Linked DNA regions of Mus musculus: all the other regions are linked to region 1. The links are chromatin contacts, called in public Hi-C and promoter capture Hi-C maps. All regions are on one chromosome and are shown on one strand. The core of a region is the stretch at or near the end of the contact, and the rest is flanking DNA. Distances in the headings are between cores, read along the strand shown.

Region 1 (6,150 bases), core at 1,195-3,694:
CTGGGAGAGTGGCCAGTACCATGAGTGTCCAGAGTAATTTTGATGGCTAGAGATCAATCAGCCTTATTGTCTGGGGAAATGCCGTGGGTTGACTCCTCCCGTGTTGAGGCTGAGTATCTGGGCATGGTAGCATTGACTTGGAGAGCTCTGCAGAACAGAAACAACTATCCACACAGCCCTGCTCTCTGCGAGGCGCCCTAAGAGGAATGCAGAGGTGAAGTGTCTTCCCTTGGGTGTCACAGCTTAATGAGTGTTAACTAAATGGCCATTGGGCATGAAGAACAAGGCCCTACAGGTGTGAGAGCAGAATGAAGGAGAACTGAGGGCACCCGGGCATGCCTTGTCTCTCTGGAGAGGCCCTACATAGGATCCTTGGGTTAGACAGCAAGACAGTGACTTCTGTTTTACCAGGCTGTGGACCACTCATGTGCCAGCTGCCAAGTGTGGCATCCCTGTCTTTTCAAAAGAGTTGCTCTGGCCCCCTTTGCCTATGGGTCAGATCTTCTGACACTTGGGTGGGAGCCCTGAACATGAACCTTTCATGGGCTATCCCAGTCTGCTTCCTGCCATTCTCTCAGGAGCCACAAGCCTCCAGTAGGTACTGTCAACCCCTCAGGACTCAGATGCAGACCTTCCATAAAGACACCTAGAAACTAATGTCAGGGGACCATGGCGGCCCAACCTCTAATCTAATCCCTTGAGAGACAGGAGCGGGATAGCGATGAGTCTGGTCCACCTAGTGAGTTCCTGACCACAAAGGTCCGATAGAGTCTAACGAGCTCCTGTAACTGGTTACCCCGCCCTCCTCTGCCACTGAGAAGAAAAAATGGAATTAGGGGATAAGCGAAGAGCAGTCCTGACAGGAAGTGGAGTTTAGGGAAAATGGGGGCCCTGATCACTCAGCATTGTCCCCCCTCAGATGGACAACGAAAGCTGAGGAAGGAGATCTACAAGGGCTGGAGAGGGGCTGTCGTACAGCCACTGGATGAAGGAAGGCTCCCGCTCCCATCCTGAGCTGAAAAGGAAAAGGAGCATCAAAGATCCAAAGCCTCGCGTTTGGTTTTTATTTTTATTAAAAACCTCCTGATTTTCTCCACTGTATTTGTGTGCTAGTCTCCTTCTTTCCCGTGTAGGCCTCCTGGGAGGAGCCGGAAAGCAGTCTGTTCAAGTGGCTCCCTGATTAAAGAAAGTCACCTGTCCAGGCAGGGTCCTGTCCACCTCAGGGTCCTTCACAGGCTGGCTCGCTTGCTCTCAATGATCCCCCTCCAGTTGTCACTCCAGGAAAGCAGCCGTCTCCTGGTGGGGGGCAGGGCCAGGTGCTGATTGTGGCAGCAGGTGAACAAGATGTGCTCCCAGCTTGGGGTCTCCTCTAGGCCTGGGCAGTAAAGACAGCGTGCGCTCTGTAATTGGGTCATTTTTACTCCTCCTTAATCCCAGCAGGCCAGATGCCTGGGGGTTGTCAAGGTTAACTGGCTGGCCCAACCTTGAATGTTGTCTTTGTCATCAATGAGCAGGTCTCCCATGACCACCGTCTTGTCCCTAGTCAAGATAATCCGCTCCACAAACTCTGGCCCCAGGTTCTGCTCCACCCAGCGGTACTGTATAGGCGGGAGGGGTGGGGAGAGGTCAGTGGAACTTGCTAGGCTCAGAATGCAAGATAAGTAAGGCATGGGGGCTTAAGTGGGACTAGCCCTCAAACACGCGGGACCCCTTTCACCCAGCCCCCATTTTCTGGTTTATTTTTTTAAATCAGCGCAGGCGCCGGCACCTTCTCGCCCACACAGTGGTCGTACTTCAGCAGTGGGGTGGTGCAGATGAAGACCTCGGTGCTGCGGAGAAGGGGTGCAGTTAGGCCTGGGGCACTGGCCGTCTTCCCGCCGCCCCCTCCTCACCCTCCTTACTCTTTCATGTCGTTCATCTCTCGCAAAGCGTCCAAGGCCCCAGGGATGGGCTCCAAGTTTAGGAAAAAGCCTGGAGATTCATACACACTGGCCACTTTTTCCTGAAAGAGAGAGATCTTGGTCCCGCTCCTGCTTTCCAGTAGGGGGAGCCCCAAAGAGGACACACACACACACAAAGATTCTGCAGGAGACCTCGGTTCTAGTGTGTGTGTGTGTGTGTGTGTGTGTGTGTGTGTACCCTTTCAAGCTTTCTGGTTCGGGGGTGAACTGTGGATTCGCACAGCTTGGCTGCCTAGAAGAGAACTCAGCCTAGAGGTTCCCCATCGGGTCTCCTACCGCCAGGTCCGGCCTCAGAGCTCCGTACTGCTCGTTGGCGAGGAAGCCCCGGCGCTGTTCCAGCGGCACGTGCGGTTCCTCGGGAAAGCGGCGGCGAAAACCCTGCAGGAGGCCGGACTCGAAATCAGCTAGCACGCCGTCCATGTCCACCAGCACGCGCACGGGCCGCTTCACCGCCATTGCCACGCCCGGTGTCTCCGCAGAGCACAGCGGCAAGCACGGAAGATGCCAGACCCGGAAACAAGCTTCCGGGACCGGGGTAGGGGCGGGCCGGACTTTGTTCATTTGCACAGAGTGGCCAACCAGGTGCCCAGGATGGCATTGCGTCCCTTACGGGGCTGCCGCTCATGTGCAGCATCAGAATCCCTCTCCCATAACCTCTAAGATCCGAAATACTTTCTTGGCAATGGGGAACCTGCTTCGCATGCTGAATGCATCCTTTGCCTCTCCCATGTTTGTCCAGGCTGGAAGCTGACAGGATCGTGAGTCTCCCAGTTCAAGGGATGAGAAGGACCCCTTAAAGACAACCGTGGGCATGAGCTGGGCATGAGCTGGGCTCTCAAGAGACCGGACTCATAAGCCAGACTTGGTTTGAAACAGTAACATTGTTTTCAATCTGCGTCCACTACTTTTTCCTGTGGACCCGAGGTCTCCGGTAGAATCGAAAACTTGTATGTCCCTCTAGAAAATGTTAAGCGTTCACACACAGAGACACAACTTATTCTTGTAGATTTCAGAGTCAATGGCGACATCACATCAATTTTCCAACCTATAAATGCAGATTTGAGTAATGACTCCCCCCCCACCCCCGACTCAGGGTTTCTCCACATAGCCCTGGCTGTCCTGAAACTCTGTGAACCAGACTGGCTTCAAACTCCCCGAGGTTTGCCTGCTTCTGCCTTCCATGTGCTGGGTTTAAAGGTGGGCACTGCTACACCCCGATAAGACATGACTTCTAACCCATGGCAGAAGTTTGTCAGCATGGAGCCCGACATCTCACTTGAAGAAAAGCCAGTTTAAAACAACAAAGGAGCAGAGTGTAGTGGCGCACATTTTTAATCCTCACACCCAGGAGGCAGACCTCTGAGTTCCAAGACAGCCAGAGCTACTTAGTGAAGACCTTATCTTAAACAAATTTGGGCTGCAGAGATGGCTCAGCATCGGTTAAGAGTACAGACTGCTCTTCCCCGGGTTCTGAGTTCAAATCCCAGCAACCACATGGTGGCTCACAACCATCTGTAATGGGATCTGATGCCTTCTTCGGGTGTGTCTAAAGACAGCTACAGTGTACTCATATAAATGAAATTAAAAATAAAAAAAGCTCTTCTCCTTTCCTCTGCCATCCTGCGCATTACGCCTGATTCGGTTCTCCTTTCCTCTGCCATCCTGCGCATTACGCCTGATTCGGCTTCTTGCCATGTCTTCTCACAAGACTTTCCGAATCAAGCGATTCCTGGCCAAGAAACAAAAGCAAAATCGCCCCATTCCTCAGTGGATCCGGATGAAAACTGGTAACAACGTCAGGTTCAACTCTTCTCTTAGAAGACACTGGAGGAGAACAAAGCTGGGTCTGTAAGGATTCACACAATGGCAAGACTGAGGGTTTATACTGAGTTGTGGTCAGCAATCAGTCCTACCAGACAGATTTCAACATTTTTAACCTGGAGACTTGCTCATGTCTTAAATTAGGGTGTTTGTCTAGTAATAAAATATAGAACCTTTTAAAAAAATAAAATAAACAATTTTTTTCTTTTCTTCCTTTATTCTTTTTATTTTTATTTATTTTTTGTTTTTTTCCTTATAAACATTTTTTTTAAAAACACAAAAAAGCAAACAAAACTGGTAAAACAAACCAACAACAACATATCCCGGTGAATTCTTACTTAGGGACTGAATTTTCACTAAGCCAAACCAATTTTCACATAAACTGAGTTAAAGTTCATCTGCTGTTTTTTCTCTCCTGCCCTTTCAGTAACTTTTAAAATATTCTGAGAATCCCATACATACATATTGTATCCCATACATATTGTATCTTTACCCTATTTAACTCAGGCTTCTCCCAACATCTCCTGGACACACACCCCTTACTTTTTTTGCAACAGGGTTTTTTTTGTTGTTGTTGTTTTTGTTTTTGTTTTTGTTTTTTTGAGACAGGGTTTCTCTGTATAGCCCTGGCTGTCCTGGAGCTCACTTTGTAGACCAGGCTGGCCTCGAACTCAGAAATCCACCTGCCTCTGCCTCCCGAGTGCTGGAATTAAAGGCGTGCGCCACCACGCCCGGCTGCAACAGGGTTTTATGCATCCAAGTTTGCCTCAAATTCACTCCCTACCTGGGCTTGCCACTAATTCCAGATACCTCTGCCTCCACCTCTGCCCCCTCACGTGAATATCTGTGCGCCACTTGCAAGCATTCAGAGGCCATCAAGCTTCAAGGCCGTGGAGCGAGAGTTAGAACCAGCTGTGAGCTGCTAAGAGGGTGCTGAGAACTGAACCTGGGTCTTCTGCAAGACAGTGAATGCTCTTGTCTTGAGACAGGGTTTCTCTGCATAGCCCTGGCTGTCCTGGAGCTCTCTTTGTAGATCAGGCTGGCCTCAAACTCACAAGAGATCCACCTGCCTTTGCTTCCTGAATGTTGGGATTAAATGTGTGCTACCGCTGCCTGGCCCAGCAAATGTTCTTTAGCACTAAGCAACCCTCCAAGCAAGCATACGAACCCCATTTATAAAATGGTTTGAAGATCTGACTTTACAGAATCTTTTCTATCTTGGGGTGTTAAACCCCCTCCTACAAATGTTTCCAGACAGTCCCCTAAAATCTGCTCCAATAATGGAGTCTGGCTGAACCTCCACTCCCTCAAAACACCTGCCACCAGGTGCTTATCTCTATAATAAAAGTTAAGGCCAACTGTCAAGTTAGAACACCAGCCAGGTAACTCCCTTCCCAGGAGCCCCACCCTTGCTCGGAGGCTCAGAAGGATGGGTACAGGTTTACTCCCTGAGATTCATAGTGGAAAATCAGGCCTTTAAAAGCCATGGCCCACCCATTCAGCAAGCTAGCCTGTTGCAGTACACAGAAATGATTGTAGGCTACAGCTGTCAGTCAAACATGTAAAATGTTTTAGAACAACCTAGTTTATGCTTTCTTAAAAGATTTATGTCTATGAGTATGTGTCCATCTCTGCAGACACACCAGAAGAGAGCATCAGATCCCATTACAGGATGGTTGTGAGCCGCCATATGGTTGCTGGAAATTGAACTTGGGACCTCTAGAACATCTAGCTCTCTTTTGCTCCTGCCCTGCAGTAAAGTCTTAACTGCTAGCCATCTCTCCGGCCCTGTAATCTCTACTCTTAAAGATACACCTAGCAGTTCCAAGGTCTGGCTTTGCCAGTAAGTACTAGGCTCAAATAACCAGCAAGGGAGCCCAGCCTGTCAGAAACACAAGTGGACATTGTGACAGTCAACCTGAACCTTCCTGTCCATCCACCCCAGAAAGTTTCCTGTCACCTTGTTTGTGTGGCAGTCTGTTGTAGCTATGTGGACTCTCCCTTTGCAGCTTGCATCACTGAACACTAGCCATTATTGATCTCAAGGTAGAAACCTACCTTGGTATTGGGGGTGGGAACACATGATGGGATGGGATGACAGTGAAGGTGACAAGGGAACAGAAAAGACTGGCTGCAGGGGAAAAAAAAAAAAAGCCGGGCATGGTGGCACACGCCTTTAATCCCAGCACTGGGGAGGCAGAGGCAGGCGGATTTCTGAGTTCGAGGCCAGCCTGGTCTACAAAGTGAGTTCCAGGACAGCTGCAGGGGTTCAAAGTCAGGGCCTCCTACATCTGCCCCGGTGCTAAGACAGTGTTAAATGTTAGTCTGATCCTACACAAAGGATCAGAGGTAGAAAAGCCCATCCTGG
Region 2 (6,746 bases), core at 4,140-6,639, 650 kb after region 1:
TGTTAAAAAACAAAACCCCGTTGTGGCTGGAGGAGCAGCTGGCTCACTCCACATGGTAAGCAGATGTCTGCCCATCATTTAGGTCAGGAAGCCACACCTCCTTTGGGCTGCTTTTCTCTCCATGCTGTAGGGCCTGAAGCTCCAGTAGTTACTGTACCCTCTAACCTGCCACGACCCCCGAGAACCCTGCTAAATATGTTGGTTGCTGTAGTTGAGGGGGTAGGGGGAAGGCAGAAGCCAGCTTCCCAGGTACTAGATTCAGTTACAGGGGGATCACAAAGCTCAGGGCACCCGTGTGTCCTCTGCCCCCTAGCCTGTGCTTGGAGCTGAAGCCAACAAGGACTGCTCAGGGCAGCAACACCCACGGGCCCAGTGTCTGGAGATGCTGGTGCCACCATGAGCTGCTCCTGGTCCTTTTCTCCACTGCCTGTCACAGCATGTGCACGCACGCACGCACGCACGCACTGTTTACCCACAGGTAAAGCGTTCAGCAACACCTCCAGGTTCACAGGACAGAAACTATCCCAGAGCAATGAAGAGGACTGGCCAGGGCTACCTGCACCTTTTTTTTTTTTTTTTTTAAATACACTAGGTCCCATTTGTAATTTCAAACTCGCCTCCAGGGCACTAGGAGTCAAGGCACGCAACACCACACCTGGCTTCTGCCGCTTTCTCCTGTACTTGGGTTAAGTATATTCTTGAATTGAATATTCCCAGGACCTGACATTCCCAGGACCTGCCGGAATCCCCTAGCTGGCTTCCCACGCAGATACTCACAGCAGCCAGTGAACATACTCAGCGTCCGGCTCCAGCAGGTGTCCGTCTGCACAGAAACAGAGATAGCCTTTTAGAGGAACCAGAGCTGAAACACGCCACCCTGCCCAGAGCCACGAGTTCTTGGCTCAGGGGAGGGAGAAGCGGGAGGCCAGAGGCCAGTGACCCCCATACACCTACCCAAGTTGATGAATAGCAGTGTCCACAAGGAATCCTTGTCTGCCTCATAGGTCACCTCTGGGGCCCGGGAAGCCTAACAGGGAGAGATCAAGGCAGTGCTCACCCTCGCCAGGGTGCAGTTTCTCTGTAGAGGGCTGGAGCGTGCAGGGGTCCTGGAGAAAGGAGTGTGCACCCCAGCTCAAACCAGGACCCCTGAGAGCTCCTCACAAGTGACAGGGAGAGAGATGTCTGTAAAGCCTGCCGAGCTGCTGTCCTGAGAGCTGAACTATAAAGGCCATGTGCCAAGAGGCATGGTCAGGGAGGTCACGACAGTGGCACCGATGGCTCTTCTCTGTCCTGTTTCTGAAACGTTCATGGTCGTGATTTCTAGGCAGTCACAGACAGTAACAAAACTTCAAACCTAGACCCTGTGAAGCCGCCATGATAGCTGTGCCCATGTATTCACAAAGCTGGGAGACAGGCACGGGAGCAGTACCTCGGTCGGAGTCACTTCATTGCCATGATACACCGGGATCAGGTCCTCTTCTCCCACGGCGTAAGCCACGTGTAGAGGGACCCAGGGCACAAAAGTGGCACCGTGGAACAGGTCTCGGTAGAGGCCATAGTACTCAGCCAGACGCTGCTTGTGGTAGGGCCCACACGTCCTCTCCCACTCTGCCCGCACTGCCTCCAGTGGGATGCTAGCTGGGGGGGGAACAGCATCGTTTGGATACAGTGTGGAGAGGGTGCGCCGGGGTCCCCTCCTCTGGGAGGCTCACCCGTGCGGAGGCGGGCTGCCCGTTCTTCTTCCACATTGGCACGAAGTTCCCGCAGAAAGTGCTTCCGCTCCAGTAGCTTTTGGGTCCGACTGACTCTGGGTGGGGGTAGCCCAATGTCAATTTTGTCTTTGGGATCTAGAGAAGTAAGACATGTTGGGATAAGCAGAGCCCAATCTTCTCTTTAAATTTGAGTCCTTAAGTGTGTGTGTGGTTGTAAATGTCCGTGTGTGTGTAAGCAAGAGATTGAAGTGTTTTGCTCCAACGCCCTTCATTCCACACTGACCCCCAACACCCCAATCAAGGTAGCCCTGGCTGTCCTGGAACTCACTCTGTAGACCAGGCTGGCCTCGAACTCAGAGTTCTGCCTGCTTCTGCATCCCAAGTGCTGGGATTAAAGGTGTGTGTGTGTATGGGAGCTGGAGAGATGGCTCAGCAGTTAAGAGCACTGACTGCTCTTCCAGAGGTCCTGAGTTCAATTCCCAGCAACCACATGGTGGCTCACAACCATCTATAATGGGATTCGATGCCCTCTTCTGGTGTGTCTGAAGAGAGCAACAGTGGACTCATACATAAAATAAATACATAAATATTAAAAAATATTGTGTGTGTGCCACCATGGCTGGCCCTCAGTGTTAGCTTTTTCCCCTGAGACAGGGTCTCTCATTGAAGCTGTAACTTGATTTTTTAGACCGGCTGGCCAGTGTGCTCCAAAGATCTGCGTGTTAGGCCACCCCTTGTGGGACAAGTGGAAGCGTGTCACAGACAAAAACTGGGAATGTTGTATGGATTTAGGAGCCCCGGTGTTCTCATATCTGAGACCGCAGGCGTTTCATCTGCTCCTGACCTGGTTCCTTGAGTACGTGACCACGACACCTCACATGGGGATGGTGACCACTAGTCACACAGCACGGAACAGTTCTCCATGATAATCTGGATGGGCTGGCCCCAAGGATTTAGCCAATGAACCTTCCTGGACATTCCTTCCTGTTTAGTCTCTGGTCTACCCTGAGTAAGTTGTATGCATCCACTGTCACCACCAATGAACAGTATGGACAAGCAAGGACTGTCTCTCTCATCAAGAAGCCTTAGTCATATGGAGATGCCCCACCTAAGTCTCCCACAGAAGGCCCTGCAGCGCTCCAGGACACTCACCCCTCAGCTAAGCAGGACACCCTCCCCCCCAGCTCATCACAGGCCCTGCATGCATTTCCTCAGCCTGCCTCATTTCTCACCCAGGTTGGGGAACTTAGGCTACGTTGGTAACCTAACACCTCCCATCTTGTCTGCCTGAGCAGAGTTCACAACTCCAGTGTTGAAACGGAACTGGGAACCACAACCCCTAGCACTGGGGTTTGAAGCAGACACTGTGCCTGGCTTCTGTGTGGATGTGGGAGAGCCTCACTCGGGTCTTCACGCTCTGAGGGTGGGGTGAGTACAGCAGACACTTTTCCTCACTGGACCAACACCCCGGCCCCAAATCAAACATCATTGTTGAGCAGCCTGACTTTATCTAGTTCTGTCCCCCTGATACTCCAGGAAAGGATGAAACACTTGACCCACTAAGCTGACCTATGCAGTCTGCTTCCCGGAACTGAACAGGGCTCAGCCATACAGCAAATGAGATATAAAGTAAAACTCTGGCATCTGGACCCCAGACTGGGTCCCAGCGTGGGAAACTGAGGCAGATGGGTTTCCTAACTGGTTATCAGAATCACCTTTCAAATGACTCAAAGGTAGCTGGGCTATGGAGGTTTGGTCTGTTGCTGTGTATTGCAATGCTAAATACTGGCTCTGGTTGCCCCCAGGGAGAAGGGATTCTCAGGTAGACCCTAGACACAAGTGATGCTATGTAACCTTGCCCCCAAAGTTATCCCTGATTGGTGAATAACGATGCCTACAGCTGAGCAGAAGGGAGCTAGGTGGGATTTTGGTTCCCAGGCTGGGTGTCTGAGGTGGGGACTAAGAGGGAGGGAGAGAGAGAAAGTGGACACAGAAGATGCCATGGGGTTAGGGACCATGAAAACTGGCCATGAGGGCAGTCCAGCTGGAGGAAGTGTCATATCTCGGGGTTACTGGCAGAGAAGTAGACATAACAGTATTGAGTAGATATGTGCCCAGCTCTAGTGCTTTAAGGCTTTGTGACTTGTATCTAGGAGTTGAATGATCAAAGGTGAGTAGAAACCCCTGACTGAGATTAAATAATTATAACACTGGGCAGTGATGGCACACACTTTTAATCCCAGCACCCAGGATGCAGAGGTGGGCAGATCTCTGAGTTCAAGGGCAGCGTGGTCTGTATGAGTTCCAGGACAGGCAGGGCTACACAGAGAAACCCTGTCTTAAAACAACAACAAAGAAAGAAAGAAAGAAAAACAAGGAAAGAAAAACATGATTCAAAGGTGGTTATGAACACAACACACACCTAAGTCTTTTTTTTTGTTTTGTTTTTTTTTTTGTTTTTTCGAGACAGGGTTTCTCTGTTTAGCCCTGGCTGTCCTGAAATTCACTTTGTAGACCAGGCTGCACACTTAAGTCTTGGGTAGAGTTAGTAATAGTTTTAGGCAGATTTAAGGAGATGGGGCACCAGCTGGTGGCAAATGCTTTTAATTCCAAAACTTGGGAGGCAGAGAGAGGCAGGTGGATTTGTGGGTTGAGGCCAGCCTGGTCTATATAGTGAGGCCCTAATCTCTAGCCAGGCCTTGGTGGTTCCCAGCTGCACTCTCAGTTAACTGGGAGGCGGAACAAGGCAGTCCTCCATCATCCTCGTTACACAGTGAGTTCAAGGCCACCCTGGGCTAATAAGACCCTATCTCAAACAACAAAAACCAAAAAGCCAAATAATGCATCTTTTTGTTTTGTTTTCTTTTCCTTTTTTGTTAATTTTTTCTGTTTTTTGCTTTGTCTTCATTTTCTTTCGTTTTCAAACAATGCATCTTTACTACCCCATACTACCACCTCCATCCCCAAGACAGGGTTTTTCCGTGTGCTCTGACTGTCTTGAAACTCACGGTGTAGATTAGGCTAGCCCCTAAGTCAAGAGCTCCGTTTTCCTCTGCCTCCTAAACGCTGCGATTAAGTGCGTGGGCCTCCACCATCCGGCTGAGTCTCAGTTTTACAGACAGATTAAGCTATGCGTATATCACTTGGACGTTTGCTTAAATTCAGAACTACACGTCTGAGGGGCACGCAGGTCCTTCTCGTTCCGGGGGCCCACGGGGACCAAACTGGGGGAGAATACGTCGCTCCCGCACCTGTCTCCTTCACGAAATGCTCCCGGTAGGTCCGCCACCAGTGCGGGGCGCGCGCCTCCTGCTCCGCCCGGCGGCGGTACCGCTCGAAGCTCCGGTACTTCTCCAGCCGCTCCAGGTTGCTCACGTCGATGTCCTCGTTGGGCATGGGCCCGAGCGGGGGTGTCCGGCGGCTGAGGAAGGCTGCGGGCACAGACAGGGACGTCACGCAGGCTTAGGACCGCGACCGGAGCTACAGAGGCCCAAGAGCTCCACGACCTCACACCACTCACCCGAGGTGCTGAAGCCCCGGCATCTCCCAATTCCGAAAAACGCCGCACGCCACCAGGGCGCCGCCATCTTTCCCCCAGGTCGCCAAAGACGCCCGTAGGACCCAGACAGAGGTGGCCGGAGAGAAGCCTGCGCGTCCGGCGGGAGGCTCCGCCTCCATAGCCCCGCCCCGTGGGAGACCCCGCCCCCCGCCCCGCCCCGCCCCGCCCCGCGGTCTCAAGCTCCTGACGTAATGCTGAAAGTCCTGGGACCTTCCCATTGGCGCAAAGTCTAAGAGAGGTCTGATAGTGCGGGCCCGGAAGATGCCTGTTGGATCGCGCGGGGCTGAGAGCTGCCACTAGGAGGCAGCACAAAGGTACAGCTTCAAGAACAACTATGGGTTTTGACCCCAGGGATCTCACTCACCTTCCTCTGGCCCTGACACAGGGATTGATAGAGGAGGATTCTGGAGTCAGACTTGGGAATAAAACAGGTAATAATAGTGCTCGCTTCGCAGGATTTGCACCTTGGTGCATCTGTTCTCTCTTGATCATCTCCAATTCACAGTTCTAGTGCTCTCTACCGCTTTTTGACCCAGCCTCAGCCCTTCTGCCCTGGAACTCAAGTTTCCAGTATAGCAAAGCTCTACTCCTTCAGCTTCTCCCCAGATCACAAGGTGTCTGCTGTTGTTGTCTTCTCCTTCTGTGACCTGCCGGCCCCGAAGTGCTCTCTCAAGGAAGTCCTGACATCCCCAATCCAGGCCAATGACTGCTAGTTTTTTTGCTAACAGAAGTCTGACCCTTGAACTCACAGTGAAATGCAGTGAGGTCTCGATATCCAGCAGAAATGGCCACAGCTTAAATTCCACAGCACCCAGGCAGCTAAGCCTCTCACCATCACTTCTAATTCCTCCAATAGTGAGCAGCTGCTGTCTGACAAGTGTTGGAGTTCACAGGTCAGGACACCACAGCCTTGCCTTGAGGAGTTGATGGGTACTGAAGGGTTCTTGCTGAGTGTGAGGGGAACTGAACACTTGCAGGGTGTTCATATGGTCTCACTTGCTGTTTTATCCTTTTGTTTCTGAACCCTCTTATATGAGTCTCTCCAGCTCCTCTCTCTGCCCTTGTACTGCTGAAGAGTCATGGTGTCTCCACGAGTGGGTGGAGACTGCTCAGCTAGGTAGCCTGTTCTTCGTTCTGATTCTCCCTGTCTGGGAAGCTCTGAAGAGAGGATCTTGTTTGTATTTCAACTGTTTGAGAGACCTAACAAGGATTCACACATATCCAGCCTGGAAGCAATGGCTCTAACAATATTAATTTTAAATGAGCTAGGTTTTTGCTATATACCCCTGCCTACTTGGCAGTTATTTTGTAGCCTTGAACTCACGACAGTCATTTTTATTTTCTTGTATATTACATCCCAAACCCCAGTTTCCCCTCCCTCCTCTCCTGATTTCCCTGCCTTGGTCCACTCCTCTTCCTCTTACCATGGCCTCCCAAATGCTGAGATTACAGGCGTGTGGTGATACCACACTGCC
Region 3 (6,156 bases), core at 1,330-3,829, 520 kb after region 1:
GATGTCATAGCCAAGGGTCTGCTTCCCAGACCAGACAGCTGGCACACTCCACTAAGGAGCTCCTGGTTATGAGGTGGGGGGATATGAGGGGAGCCCCTGACCTGCAGTCAATGAGTAGTGCATAGCCTTTCTGCCCCAGCAGCGCGATGAGTTGGTCCATGATGCCACAGGGCACCCCTGCGAAGCTGTGCTCAGCCCGTTGACACACCTGGGCCCGGGCAGCTATTGCCCCCGAGTCTGCAGCACAGGGTGAGGTTGGGAAGCTGGGGGTCCAGGAGAGGGCATGGGGGGCGTGGCCACCCTGGAGCAGCAGGGCTCCATTGACAATCAGAGGGACTCCCCACCCTCCCTCCCTAAGCCAAGAAAAGGAAGAGGCTCTGGCCGCAGAGATCTCAGAGAGGGAAAGCGGCGGCTAAGTGGTACCTGGGCAGAGCTGCTGGATGAAGGTGTACGTGGCCACTTCCAGAGACGCTGAGCTGGAAAGCCCACCCCCCAGGGGCACTGAGCTGACCACCACTGCACTGAAGCCAACGAGCGGGGAAGCTGCGGGGGGGCGGGGGGAAGAAGGATGCTGATAAAGATGGGAGCGTGGACATAGGAAAAACGCGTGCCTTACCAGCCTGCTCCACTCAGGGAGCCACCCACTCTGCTGCCCTCTGAGTGTGCTGGCTTAATCTTCCTACTAGCCTTCCCGATTTAGGGTGGCAGAGGCCAGCAAGCTAACAATTGAATTCGGGCTCCTCTAATCATACAAAGGAAACCTAGGGCAAGTTCCAAGCCTCCAGAACCTCAATGGCTTTATCAGTACAATGGGATGCTCCACCCTGGAGGAATGCCGAGATGGGGTGAGATGATCCTCCCAGAAGCAGCCTGAGTGAGTCCTATACCTGGGTAATGTTGAATCACTCCCTTGACATAATTGGCCCACTGTGGGATTCCAGGCTCCAAGGACCACTGGGCTGAGGGCAGTGGGAACTGCAGTCTTTGGGGCTCGTCTGCATCTTTGGAAGTGGTGAGAAGAGAAACAAGCCCATCTGTCCGGGGGCTGCCAACCATCACGGTCACGAGCTCCAGTGCCTGGAAGGAGTAGGCATGTGTAGTCTATACCACCTGACAGAAGAAGTCCACCCAGGATCACATCATAGCCACAGAATCTATTTTTGGCTTTTTGTTTTGTTTTGTTTTTAAAGTTTTTGAAAACAGGGTCTCACTGTGCAATCCTGTCTGGAACTTTCTATGTAGATCAGGCTATCCTCTAACTAAGAGGCCCACCTGCCTCTACTTCAGAATGCTGGGATTAATAAAAGTATATGTGGGTGGAATATCCCATTGCAAATAGAAAACTCATGTCACTTGAAGTTCTAGAACAGCCCCAGGGTGACTGAAGCAACCAGGATCCAAACCCCAAGGTTCTGTCGTCTGGGACACACAGGGCCGTGAAGGGAATAGGCTTAGCTTGAAGGAGATGGGAGAAAGCGCTTCAATTAAGCGTTAGCCTTGGGGGCTCAGAGCACAGCCTTGTGGGTCTTCAGGGGCGGGGCCAGTGGTGATAGGAATGTGAACCTGGACTCTGCCCTAGCTAGCGTCCAACTGTGGGCCAAAGGGGACAGATAGTGATCTTATGCAAAAACAGGCCCAGAGGGGCTCCAGACTTCCTCCCACCTGGACCCAGCTCTGCACGCGGTAATCCCTTGTTCAGGAACTACTTATGCGCTGAGAGACCCAGGCTGAGAGTCCAAGAACCGAATGTGTAACTTTGAGGGAGTCATTAGTGCTCTGTGGATCTACTGTTTTCTCTGTAAATTCAAGGGGATGGGCCGGGGGGGGGGGGGGGGGAAGCTACATTTACACAGGTCTACCTTTGCATAGGTCTAGGTCGGTGCTGTGGGCCCAATCAAAGTCAGAGGGCTAAATAACCTCCTTTTTTTTCTTTTTCCTTGTTTTAAGAATCTTACAGCCCAAGCTGTCCTGGAACTCACTTTGTAGTTCAGGCTGATCTTGAACTCGTGGCAATTCTCATGCCTGAGCTTCCCCAGTACTGGACTATTAGGAATGCGCCACCATGCCTAATACTCTCTTATATTGCTTCCTTGGTCCTCACATTTTTAAGAGGTTCATACTTCCAAGTTGTGGGCGATGCCCCCAGAAGGCGGGCTCGAGAAGACAAACCGCACAGCCCCCCTCCCCCCAGCTCTGGCTTCCTGTCTTCGCACGTGGACAACTGCACGTCCCGGGGTCTCTCACGTCTGCTAGACCGCTTCACTCCGCCTTCCACCCGGAGGGTACCCGCCCTCCCGTGCCCCCTATGCCAGCCCTTCCCTACCGCAGGCCGGGCCAGCACACACAAGGAAGGGTCCCCAATGCGGCCCCTCACCATGGGCAGCACCAGGCCCTGGTTGTAGTCCGTGTGCTCCCCGATGAGGTTGACGCGGCCCGGCGCCGACACTGCCAGCTCCGGCTCGGCTCCAAACTCCTCCATGAAGGCCCGGCGGGCCTCGGCCAGCAGCTCCTCGACCCGGGGCGGTCTCCAAGCAGCCATGACGCTCGTCTGCAGCTGGGCGCACCGCCCCGCGGGATGCTGGGGGCGGAGCCACGTGGCGCGGACTTACATTCCTGTCCTTCGCGGGACCCCGCCCCCGCTACGACGGCCCCGCCCATCCCACCTGCAGAGCGGGGTCCAAACTTAGCTCTCCAGCGCAAGCCAACGCGGCAGCTGACAGCTGGAGGAAGAGACTCGGTTGCAACTTGTATCTTCGGTGATGTCCTAGCAGGAGTTTGGGGCTCCCACTTGAGTAGCAGTTAACACAAATGGAGATCTGAACTTCCCATCCATCCCTGAACCTGGAGCCTCTTAATGCGCTCCCATCCCCATCATCATCATCCCTCACACAGCCAGGGCAACACCAACACGAGCTGGCAACAGGAACAGCTGAGTGTCCCAGAGGATCTAGCGAAGTTATGCTAAGTCGTCAGCCCCTGGTCGGTCATGTCTCTAACAGGATGATGTGGTACACAGTCTAGGGATAAACAAGGAGAGCCAAGGTTCGAAGCCTTTTACAGGCTCCTTCTCTGGCTCCTGGCGATGGAGGACTGAAGTTCATCTCATCCAGTGGCCGGCAGGAAGCAAGCTCAGGCACTCCTCGATGACGCAAAGGCTACTGCAAAGATGGCTAATGTTGTTGGCCCCTAGCAGTTGCTTCCTCCACAAGAGCCTTGGTCTCAGAGACATGACCATCTAAAGCCTTCATGCTGGCCCAAATCTTTGCCTGGATTCCTAGCTATTCCTGGTCACCTTGTGTGAAACCTTCTAACAGAAGGACTAAAATGTAAGACAGTAAGAGTGGAGAACGGTAGGGGGTGTAGCTCAGTGGTAGAGAGCACATGCATTCAAAAGAAACACACAAATAAATGTACTATCTTATTCAAAAATTAAATAATTTCCAAGCCAGGCATAGTAGTCCATCTCAGCACATGGGAGACTCAGGCCGGAGGAGCGGCAGTCTGAAACCAGTCTGGGCTAAGATTCTGTCTAGAAAACAAATAAACAGGTTTTGTTAACAAAAGACATGTAAATCAAGAAAGCAGTATGTGGGGCTGGAGAGATGGCTCAGTGGTTAAGAGCACTGACTGCTTTTCCAAAGGTCCTGAGTTCAAATCCCAGCAACCACATGGTGGCTCACAACCATCCGTAATTAGATCTGACTTCCTCTTCTGAAGTGTCTGAAGACAGCTACAGTGTACTTACATATAATAAATAAATCTTTAAAAAAAACAAAACAACAAAAAAAGAAGGTGTGATCTTCTAAAAAAAAAAAAAAAGAAAGAAAATAAGAAAAGAAAGCAGTATGTGAGCCAGGCACGGTGGCACACAGCTTTTTAATCCCAGCACTTGGGAGGAAGAGGCAGGAAGATGTCTGAGTTCAGAGGCCAGCCTGGTCTACAGAGTGAGTTCCAGGACAGCCGAGGGAGAAGAAGAAGAAGAAGGAGAAGAAGAAGGCGGCATTCAAAACAATCAACAAGAAGGAAGAGAGGAAGAAAAAAAGAAAGAAAGAAAGAAAGAAAGAAAGAAAGAAAGAAAGAAAGAAAGAAGCAAGCTCTAATAGCACAGGTCAGTACTCAGGAAGCAGAAGCAGGCAGATGCAGGCAGAAGTAGGGTTGTGGCAAATTCAAGACCAAGGTACCTTACATAGGGCTACACAGTGAGACCCTGTCTCAAGTGGGATAAGGAAGGATGGGGAGGGGGAACGGGACTGGGACAGAGACAGGACTGAAGGGACAGGATGGCTGGAGGACTTTGATAAATCCCCGTATTCCCAGCATCTAAGAGGCAAACACTAAGGAATCCTAGCCAGGTATGGCGGCATATACATTTAATCCCAGAACTCAAGAGTTGGAGACAGGCAGAAGATCTGGAGTTCAAGGTCACCCTCAGCTACATAGTGAATTCCAGGCTAGCTCCTACTAGGTAAGACCCTGGGTCAGGAAAACGGACAATCCAAACAATAACAAATCCTGTTGACTAATTTCTTTTGACAGCCTGTTTTTGAATACACTTCAATACAGCAATTTTTTTCTTTTTTGCATAACTCAAAACAAAAGGCAAGTCTTGTGACCTTTGGGGCTGTCTGAAACGAAAGTCAGAAGCCACGACCAGCTCCAAGGCACCGTGCTGTTGTGTCAGAGTTGGACGCAGCGGCCCCGTCTCTGCTCACATTCTCTACCCAGCTCAGTTCGAAATCTAACAGCCCACAATTCTGTTGAGTGGACCTTGGGTCACAGACTCAACCTGGCTGAACTTCAGCTGCTCCTTTCTGCAATAGGGCTGTGATTGTCTCTTTGCTGTGATTGGTTCCTTTATGTCTAAAGTGCCCAGCAGTGCACCTGATACTTGGGAGCGCGGATTAAGTGTTTGCTCTCGTTATCAGACTTCCATTAATTCAGCTGGCATTATTAGACTCTCCTTTGTGCAACTGGCCAGAAAGATAAAAGGCCTGGAGGCTCCCACCATCTGGTCGGGAGGCAGACAGTCTCAAACCTGACCTCCTCTGATCTAATTACACCCTATGCTTGCTGAGGAATGGGGATCTTAGTTTTTAGGCACAATGTGTTACCCAGGTTGGTCTAAAACTTTTTTTAAAAATTTATTTAACAGGGCTACAATAGTGAGACCCTGACTCAAGCACACATGCGCGCACTAGCACACACACACACACACATGTGCACGCACACACATCTGGTGTGATGGTAAACACCTAAATTCCAGCATTCAGAAGGCAGTGGCCAGTGGATCTTTGGGAGTTCAAGGCTAATTCAAGACAAGATCTCTCATCCTGGCAAACTTGGAATTCACTATGTAGAGCAGACTGGTCTTGAGTCACAGGGAACTCACAGACATCTACCTGCTTCTGTCTCCCTAGTGCTGGGATTAAACACCATGTCTGTCCTTATTTATTTTTTATTTTTTGTTTTAGTTGGCTGGGTTTGGTTTTAGGAGACAAGGTTCCTCTGTGTAGCTCTGGCTGTCCTGGAACCAGCTCCGTAGACCAGGTTGGCCTCAAACTCAAAGACCTGCCTGCCTCTTGTTTCCTAAATGCTGGGATTAAAGGTTTGTGCCACCTCTGCCTGGCTGGCTTTGAACTTCCCAATCTTCCTGACTGGGCTTCCAAAATGCTCAGATTACAGACATATGCTCCATGGAGAGTTGAGTGAAAAATTGCCTTCATATGCACACATAGCTGAGTACCTGCTCTCCGTTCAATAGCATTGTTTGGAGGAGGTTATGAAGTTAGGAGGTGGAGTTGGCCAGAAGAAATATGCCACTGAGAGTGGCCTTGAAAATATAGAGTTGCCAGGTGGTGGTGGCACACGCCTTTAATCCCAGCACTTGGGAGGCAGAGACAGGTGGATTTCTGAGTTCGAGGCCAGCCTGGTCTACAGAGTGAGTTCCAGGAAGACAGGGCTACACAGAGAAACCCTGTCTCAAAAAAAAAAAAAAAAAAAAAAAAAAAAAAAAAAAAAAAGTATATAGTCAAGCATGGCCTAGGGGTGCATGCCTTTAATCCCAGCCCTGGAGACAAGAAGCAGCCAGATCTCTGAGTTTACAGAAGGAGTTCAAGGTCAGCCAGGGCTACAGAGAAACCCTGTCGCAAAAACAAA
Region 4 (6,109 bases), core at 3,262-5,761, 710 kb after region 1:
TTTAACCCCCTCTGGCACCAGGCAAGACAGTAGAATATAAACAAACATGCATGCAAACATCTACTTTCATCAAATATTTTTTAAAAATCAATTTTATAAAAACAACACATTAAAAAAAAAAGAAAAAAAAAGATGACAAACCTCAAACAAAACATAAGAGACCCAGTCTTAATTAATGTTTTTGCAGAGAACCTGGGTTCAATTCCCAGGACCCACATGACAGCTCACAACTGTCCGTAACTCCAGTTCCAGAAGATCAGACACCCTCACACAGACATACATGCAGGCAAAGTACCAATGTGCATAGAATATAGATAAATAGATTTAAAAAATAAGAAGCCTTATCTGGAGGAGGAGGAGGAAGAGGAAGAAGAGGAGGAGGAAGAAGAAGCCGCAGCCGCAGCCGCAGCCGCAGCCGCAGTCGCAGCCGCAGCCACAGCTGGGCAGTGGTGATGCACACCTTCCAGGCAGATCTCCAAGTTTGTGGCCAGCCTGATCTACCTAGTCAGAGCTACACAGAAAAACCCAGTCTCAAAAAACAAAAGCAAACAGATGGGAGGGGGGTTAGTAATAAACACATAACAAAGATAACAGTGAATGCCCTAAATTCCTGGAAATTCCCCTGCCTCAGTAATTCTAGTCCTCGGCCCTCATTGAGCATGCCCACTGTACTTAACAATGAATGGTAAGGGTTTTTTTTTTCCCCCTAAATGCTTATTACTAGTTGAAAAGTAAGCCATCTCCAGCAAGTGACAGGAAACGGGGTAGGGGGCTGGAGAGATGGCTCACTGGTTAAGAACATGTATTGTTCTCTCAGAGGACCAGCGTTCAACCCCCAGTGCCCTCATCAGGCAGCTTGTAACTCCAGCTCCAAGGACTGCCCCATCCCTGGGCACATGCACACATACAGGCACACACACATGTACATGTAAATAAACAATAAAAATAAATAAAAAAAGATACTGGGCAAGAAAGAAGAATGGTTCGAGAAACAGGAGAGACTTGACAGCAGTCACTACCAAGACTAACCACCAGTCTGCTCCTTCAACTTAAACAGACTTCCCGTCACATCCCGGGAACACTTCCTGTTTCAAAGGGCACTGAAACTTATCGCTAGTATTTCATGTTTCCCATGAGGCATGGTCCACAGGAAGGACTTTGTTCTAGGTCTCTGTGACCTCACCTGAGTCTGGCTGCTTGTCGTGCAGTTACAAAGGTTATAAAATATGCTGTATCATCCACTCTACCAAACAACAGCACTCCTCCATGTTGCCCTGAGAAGGTATTGAATTTCAACAGCTTCTGTTTGTGAACCCAGCTCAGTCCGTTTGCTAACACTTCCCTCGGACTTACCCAAGTCCCATAGATTACAAGCTCTAGAAACAAAAGCAAGTATGTGGAGGTTGGCTAGTCTTCTGCTTTGCTACCAAAACTAACCACGAATAAGTAACTATAAATGTAGCTAGGACAGTCCTCAAACTGGATATACATAAGGATGACTCTGACCTGGCTCCACCTCCCATGTGCATAGATTACAAGCACAAGTAAACTAGTATTTCTGATTAGTAAGATCTACTGGAGTTCTGAGGAAGGCCTAAGGAGCAAAGCAAACCATTTCATTGTCACAGTAATGGGTGAATTAAGAAACAGACTCTGGCCGGGCCATGGTAGCACACGCCTTTAATCCCAGCACTCGGGAGGCAGAGGCAGGCAGATTTCTGAGTTCGAGGCCAGCCTGGTCTACAAAGTGAGTTCCAGGACAGCCAGGGCTATACAGAGAAACCCTGTCTCAAAAAATCTAAAAAAAAAAAAAAAAAAACCAGACTCTGAATGCATTGCATCTGTAACTCAAAGGAAAAAGAAGTAACCATTACCACATGAGGGCAGGACTTGTAATATTTATATTAGTTCTTGAAAACATATTCTTAATAACATTTAAGCTTTTCAAGCCAGCTAGGGTGGCTTACATCTGTAACCCCAGCAATAAAGAGGCTGGGGCAGAAAGAATATTTGGGGTTGGAGCCAGCCTGGACTACATAGTGACATAGAGATTAACCTATCTCAAAAGACAAAGCCAAACTTCAAAAGAAAACAGAAACAAAATTTTGTTGTTGTTGCTAAGGTGTCGCAGATTTCATCCAGGATCTGGAACATGCTAGGCAAAAGTGAGTGTTCTCCTGGTCTCAACTTTACAGATGGTTGTGAGCCACCATGTGGTTGCTAGGAATTGAACTTAGGACCTCGGGAAGAGCAGCCAGTGCTCTTAACAGATGACTGACCCCTGCTACTATTTATTTATTTATTTATTTATTTATTTATAAATGCTGGGGACTAAACCTAGTTAGCTGTGCATGGTAGGTAAGGGCTCTATACTGTCGAGGTGTATCTCCAGCCTCCCAGTTTTATCTTTATTAATGAACACGCTGACGAGTTCCTCTATTATGTAAAAACCCAACAGAAGTTTTAAAGGAAATAAAGGAGAAGCAGCAGAGCCACCGCAAGCAAAACACCTTGTGCGAGGATGACTTTGAGGCTAAAGGGGAAGGGGGACCTTTATATGTAATTTTTAAAAGTCCTTTTTAGTGACTTATTTATTCCATATGCATTGGTGTTTTGCCTGTATGTACGCCTATGTAGGGGTGTCAGATAACCTGGAACTGGAGTTACAATCAGTTGTGATGGTGCTGGGAATTGAACCTGGGTCCCCTGAAGATCAGACGGTGTTCTTAACCACTGAGCCATGTCTCCAGCCCCCTTATGTATAACAGAAAAGCAAAGTGCAACAGATGAGCGTCTGAGAAAAAGCGGCTTTCCTCAACCGCAGACTAAAGCGGGTTTTCCCGACCGGCCAGCCAGTAGGAAACGCCAGCATTCCATCCGACAATGCGACGTTCTTAGAATGTGGTTCTGAGAATATCGGATTCATTCTGAGGTCTGACAGGTTCTCCACGGACTCTCACACTTTCTATTACTTTATACTCAAACTACCCATTACATAAAAACAGAATCTGATAGTGTTCCAAAATAGTTCAATGTCTGGTCTTGCAATACAGTTCCTCAGAAAATCAGTAGGCGGATTTCGCCACCCCCTCTCTGTTTTGTCTTCAGTGCTGAGACTCAAACCCACAGCCTTGAGACACTAGGCAATCTGTGTTCCACTGCGCCACACCTTTGGTATCGGGAAGCTTTCTTACAAAGTGAAGGTTCACTTTGCACTTAAAGAACTTTCATAGGGATGTTTGGAACAAAAAGCTTTTTTATTATTTGCCTCTCTGTCTCCCCCATCCCCCCAGCGGGCTTCACTAGTGTTTGCCCGGCCTTCTGGCCCACCCTCTCCCACAGTTTCGCCATGTAACCCTGGCTGACGAACAGGAACTAGCTCTGCAGACCAGGCTGGTCTCAAAATCAGAGATCAGCCTGCCTCTGCCTCTGCCTCCTCCGAAGTGCTGAGATTAAAGGCATGGGTCACCGTGGCCCAGTTCAAAAGAACTTTATAAATTAAAGTTTCATCTTATTGTGTGTGGGGGTACAACAGCCACCTCTAGCAAATGGTCAGAGGACAATCTAAGGGAGGTGACTCTCTTTCTACAAATTGAAATTAGATGATTAGGCCAGGTAGCCACCTCACCATCCCTTAAAGTTTGTTAAAATTAAAAAAAAAAACAATTTTGGGCACAACCGTTCATTATTAGCATTTTTACAACTATGCTATGCTATCCTACTAAAAGATCTAGATGCAAAAGTAATATTATTTTTCACACATAAAATTGAATCATGAAGTATTCAATTTAAGCCTTTAAACGACATGCGCGGTAAGAAGACCTCCCCAGACTGCAGCTGTAGTTTGGGCATACACTAATGTGCTAAGATACACCTACTTTTTAAACCACATGATTTCTTCAGGGTCTGCGATGCCAAATTCCCTCATCTTCTTCACCATGGTGGCACTCTTCTTAACAGCCACCTCGTAACGCTGGCTTCGAGTGAGGAAGTTATAGTCCTCATGTTGGAAGTCTGGATCGTTCAGAATCAAGTTCTCTGAAAGAGGGTTAAATGACATCAAGAGAAACAGGTACTCACCCTCCCTGACTCCCATCAGATTAGAACAGAGGACGTTCCCCTCCTAATCCTGACACCGGACGCCCATCGAAGTAGGGGTCCCCGCTTCCCCTCAACTCCAGAGGCCCCAAATCCTCATTCACGGGGGTCTTTCGCCTGGTTCGGTATAAGAGGCCCGGCCCTCCAGGCTCACCGATTTCTCGACGGCGCCGGGTGTTCTCCGGACTACCATCCAAGATGTGCGTGATTAACTCTGGATTGAAGGTGGCGGCGGCCCGCTCCTTGCGCAGATCGGGATTCATGACGGAGACCAGTGCTGGGGGCAGAGGAGGTGGCGACAGAAGTGACAGGCACCAAAGCGATGACAACCTGTCTCCGCAGCTCAGGCGCCGACCAGGCCCTATGAGCGGAGCGAGACAGCCCTCGGCCCCGCCCCCTCGAGCCGTCCCCGCCCCGTCCCCGCCGCCACTCCTCACGTGACCGGCTGCAATCCCCGACGCTGGTACCGCCCGCCGGACGGACGAATCCCCTGCTGCGGGCCAGGGGAGGTCCCCGAGCGGCTCCTCGCCAAGGAAAGCAAGGTAAAAGGTCAAGGGACCGCAGTGGCACTGGAAAGGGAGTGGGGCTCTTCCCGGACCTCACGTCTCCAGGTTCACGTGATCTTTCCGGGAGGAAAAGAGCCCTGGAGACGCGCGCAACCGATTGGCCAGGGCCTTGAGGGGCGGGATTGCGCCTGCGCTGTGGGACTCACCTCCTTTCAGGCTAGGGCGGTGGGTGTGTGTGTGTGTGGGGGGGGGGTCCTCTCACCACAGTGTCCCCGGAAACCAGAAGGGAATGGGTGTCAAGGGTCTCGGGCGGGGTGAGGAGGCTAATAGAGGAAAGCTGTTGATTTTACTGGAACCCAAACAAATTGGAGCGAAAGGGTAACAGGACAAAGGTTACGTTCGGGAGACGGTTCATTGTCGTTGGCTAAAAATATTGCCGACTTGACTGACGTTAGAGACTTGGGATGCAAGGACCTGGTCCTGCGGAGCTTCCGGGTTTATGCACTGGGCCTGGATTTAAAGCGAGAGGGAACAGGTCCAGTTTCTCTACATTTTATAGCCCAAGTCTTTTCCCACCTAAACCGGCAGGGCAGGTCCTAGAAATTTTGAAATCTAGACTTTACTTTGCCATATCATTATCGTCATCGAAGATGTACCTACGCCTAAGAAGTTCTAGCGTAGGATTTATAACAAAGAGTTCCTGAGCCTCAAAGACAGCCAGTTTTCACCAGTTTGTTTTTTAATTCTTCCTTAAAAATTGCTAAGTAGTAGGCTGGAGATGTCGAGCATGCACTAAAGCCAAAATATAATCTCAAAGCACAGCATAAACTGGGCACCGTGGCACACACAGGCTTGCAACTTCAAGTGGAGGTCTGAGGATCACGAAGTCCAAGATCATTATCAGCTATATAGAATCGGACTGAAGGCAGCCTGGGCTGTGTAATGCCTTGTTTCAAAAAGCCTTTAAGTGCTAAGTAAAATGCACTCTTTCTTCATTTGATTTCATGCCACCAAAAAGAACTACGCCGGTAGTGGCGCACGCCTTTAATCCCAGCACTGGGGAGGCAGAGGCAGGTGGATTTCTGAGTTCGAGGCCAGCCTGGTCTACAAAGTGAGTTCCAGGACAGCCAGGGCTACACAGAGAAACCCTGTCTCGAAAAAAAAAAAAAAAAAAAAAAAAGAACTACATTTCTTCATTACCTCTCTAACTTGCCCTTGTAACAACATATGTAAGACCCTTTTACAGTAACGGTGCTGAGAATGGGTTAAACGAATGAAGGCTTTAGCCTGAATGCAAAGTTAATGGAGCCCCCAAAATTCAATATTTTAATGCACTTTCTTTTCTTTTTTCTTTTCTTTTCTTTTTTGTTTGTTTGTTTGTTTGTTTGTTTTGTTTGTTTTTCGAGACAGGGTTTCTCTGTATAGCCCTGGCTGTCCTGGAACTCACTTTGTAGACCAGGCTGGCCTCGAACTCAGAAATCTGCCTGCCTCTGCCTCCCGAGTGC

The links. Promoter capture Hi-C pulls out the DNA fragments that hold promoters and counts their contacts. A called contact is a pair of places that touch in the nucleus more often than the background predicts. Capture Hi-C pulls out chosen DNA fragments and counts their contacts.
Region 2: a promoter capture Hi-C map of pancreatic islet shows a contact between it and region 1. The contact joins the promoter of Mrpl38 here to the promoter of Nt5c in region 1. A contact is called at or near these places in 2 of 39 promoter capture datasets (liver and pre-B cells), 1 of 115 datasets of contacts at active chromatin or transcription factors (pancreatic cancer cells) and 1 of 9 other capture datasets (pancreatic islet).
Region 3: a Hi-C map of embryonic stem cells shows a contact between it and region 1, with 2.5 times the contacts expected there. The contact joins the promoter of Galk1 here to the promoter of Nt5c in region 1. A contact is called at or near these places in 4 of 39 promoter capture datasets (cranial neural crest, liver, maxillary cranial neural crest and 1 more), 1 of 484 Hi-C or Micro-C datasets (embryonic stem cells) and 2 of 9 other capture datasets (embryonic stem cells and pancreatic islet).
Region 4: a contact with region 1 is called in a promoter capture Hi-C map of pre-B cells, with 2.5 times the contacts expected there. The contact joins the promoter of Ten1 here to the promoter of Nt5c in region 1. A contact is called at or near these places in 1 of 39 promoter capture datasets (pre-B cells) and 1 of 115 datasets of contacts at active chromatin or transcription factors (astrocytes).

What each region holds. Positions count from the first base shown.
Region 1 is chr11:115,489,370-115,495,519 of GRCm38.p6, forward strand. It overlaps Nt5c (5',3'-nucleotidase, cytosolic), which reads right to left and starts at 2,445. Exons shown (of 5, transcript NM_015807.1): 1 at 2,238-2,445; 2 at 1,902-2,002; 3 at 1,769-1,829; 4 at 1,484-1,598; 5 at 1,056-1,375. The coding sequence starts at 2,417. The coding sequence ends at 1,230. It overlaps Armc7 (armadillo repeat containing 7), which reads left to right. Exons shown (of 3, transcript NM_177778.5): 3 at 1-1,097. It also overlaps the pseudogene Gm11694.
Region 2 is chr11:116,133,479-116,140,224 of GRCm38.p6, forward strand. Mrpl38 (mitochondrial ribosomal protein L38) reads right to left here and starts at 5,390. Exons shown (of 9, transcript NM_024177.3): 1 at 5,233-5,390; 2 at 4,964-5,143; 3 at 1,713-1,847; 4 at 1,430-1,638; 5 at 955-1,027; 6 at 778-823. The coding sequence starts at 5,299.
Region 3 is chr11:116,010,140-116,016,295 of GRCm38.p6, forward strand. Galk1 (galactokinase 1) reads right to left here and starts at 2,580. Exons shown (of 8, transcript NM_016905.2): 1 at 2,375-2,580; 2 at 888-1,077; 3 at 424-543; 4 at 102-237. The coding sequence starts at 2,539.
Region 4 is chr11:116,194,344-116,200,452 of GRCm38.p6, forward strand. Ten1 (TEN1 telomerase capping complex subunit) reads left to right here and starts at 4,512. Exons shown (of 4, transcript NM_027107.1): 1 at 4,512-4,640. Acox1 (acyl-Coenzyme A oxidase 1, palmitoyl) reads right to left here and starts at 4,702. Exons shown (of 14, transcript NM_015729.3): 1 at 4,253-4,702; 2 at 3,879-4,038. The coding sequence starts at 4,361.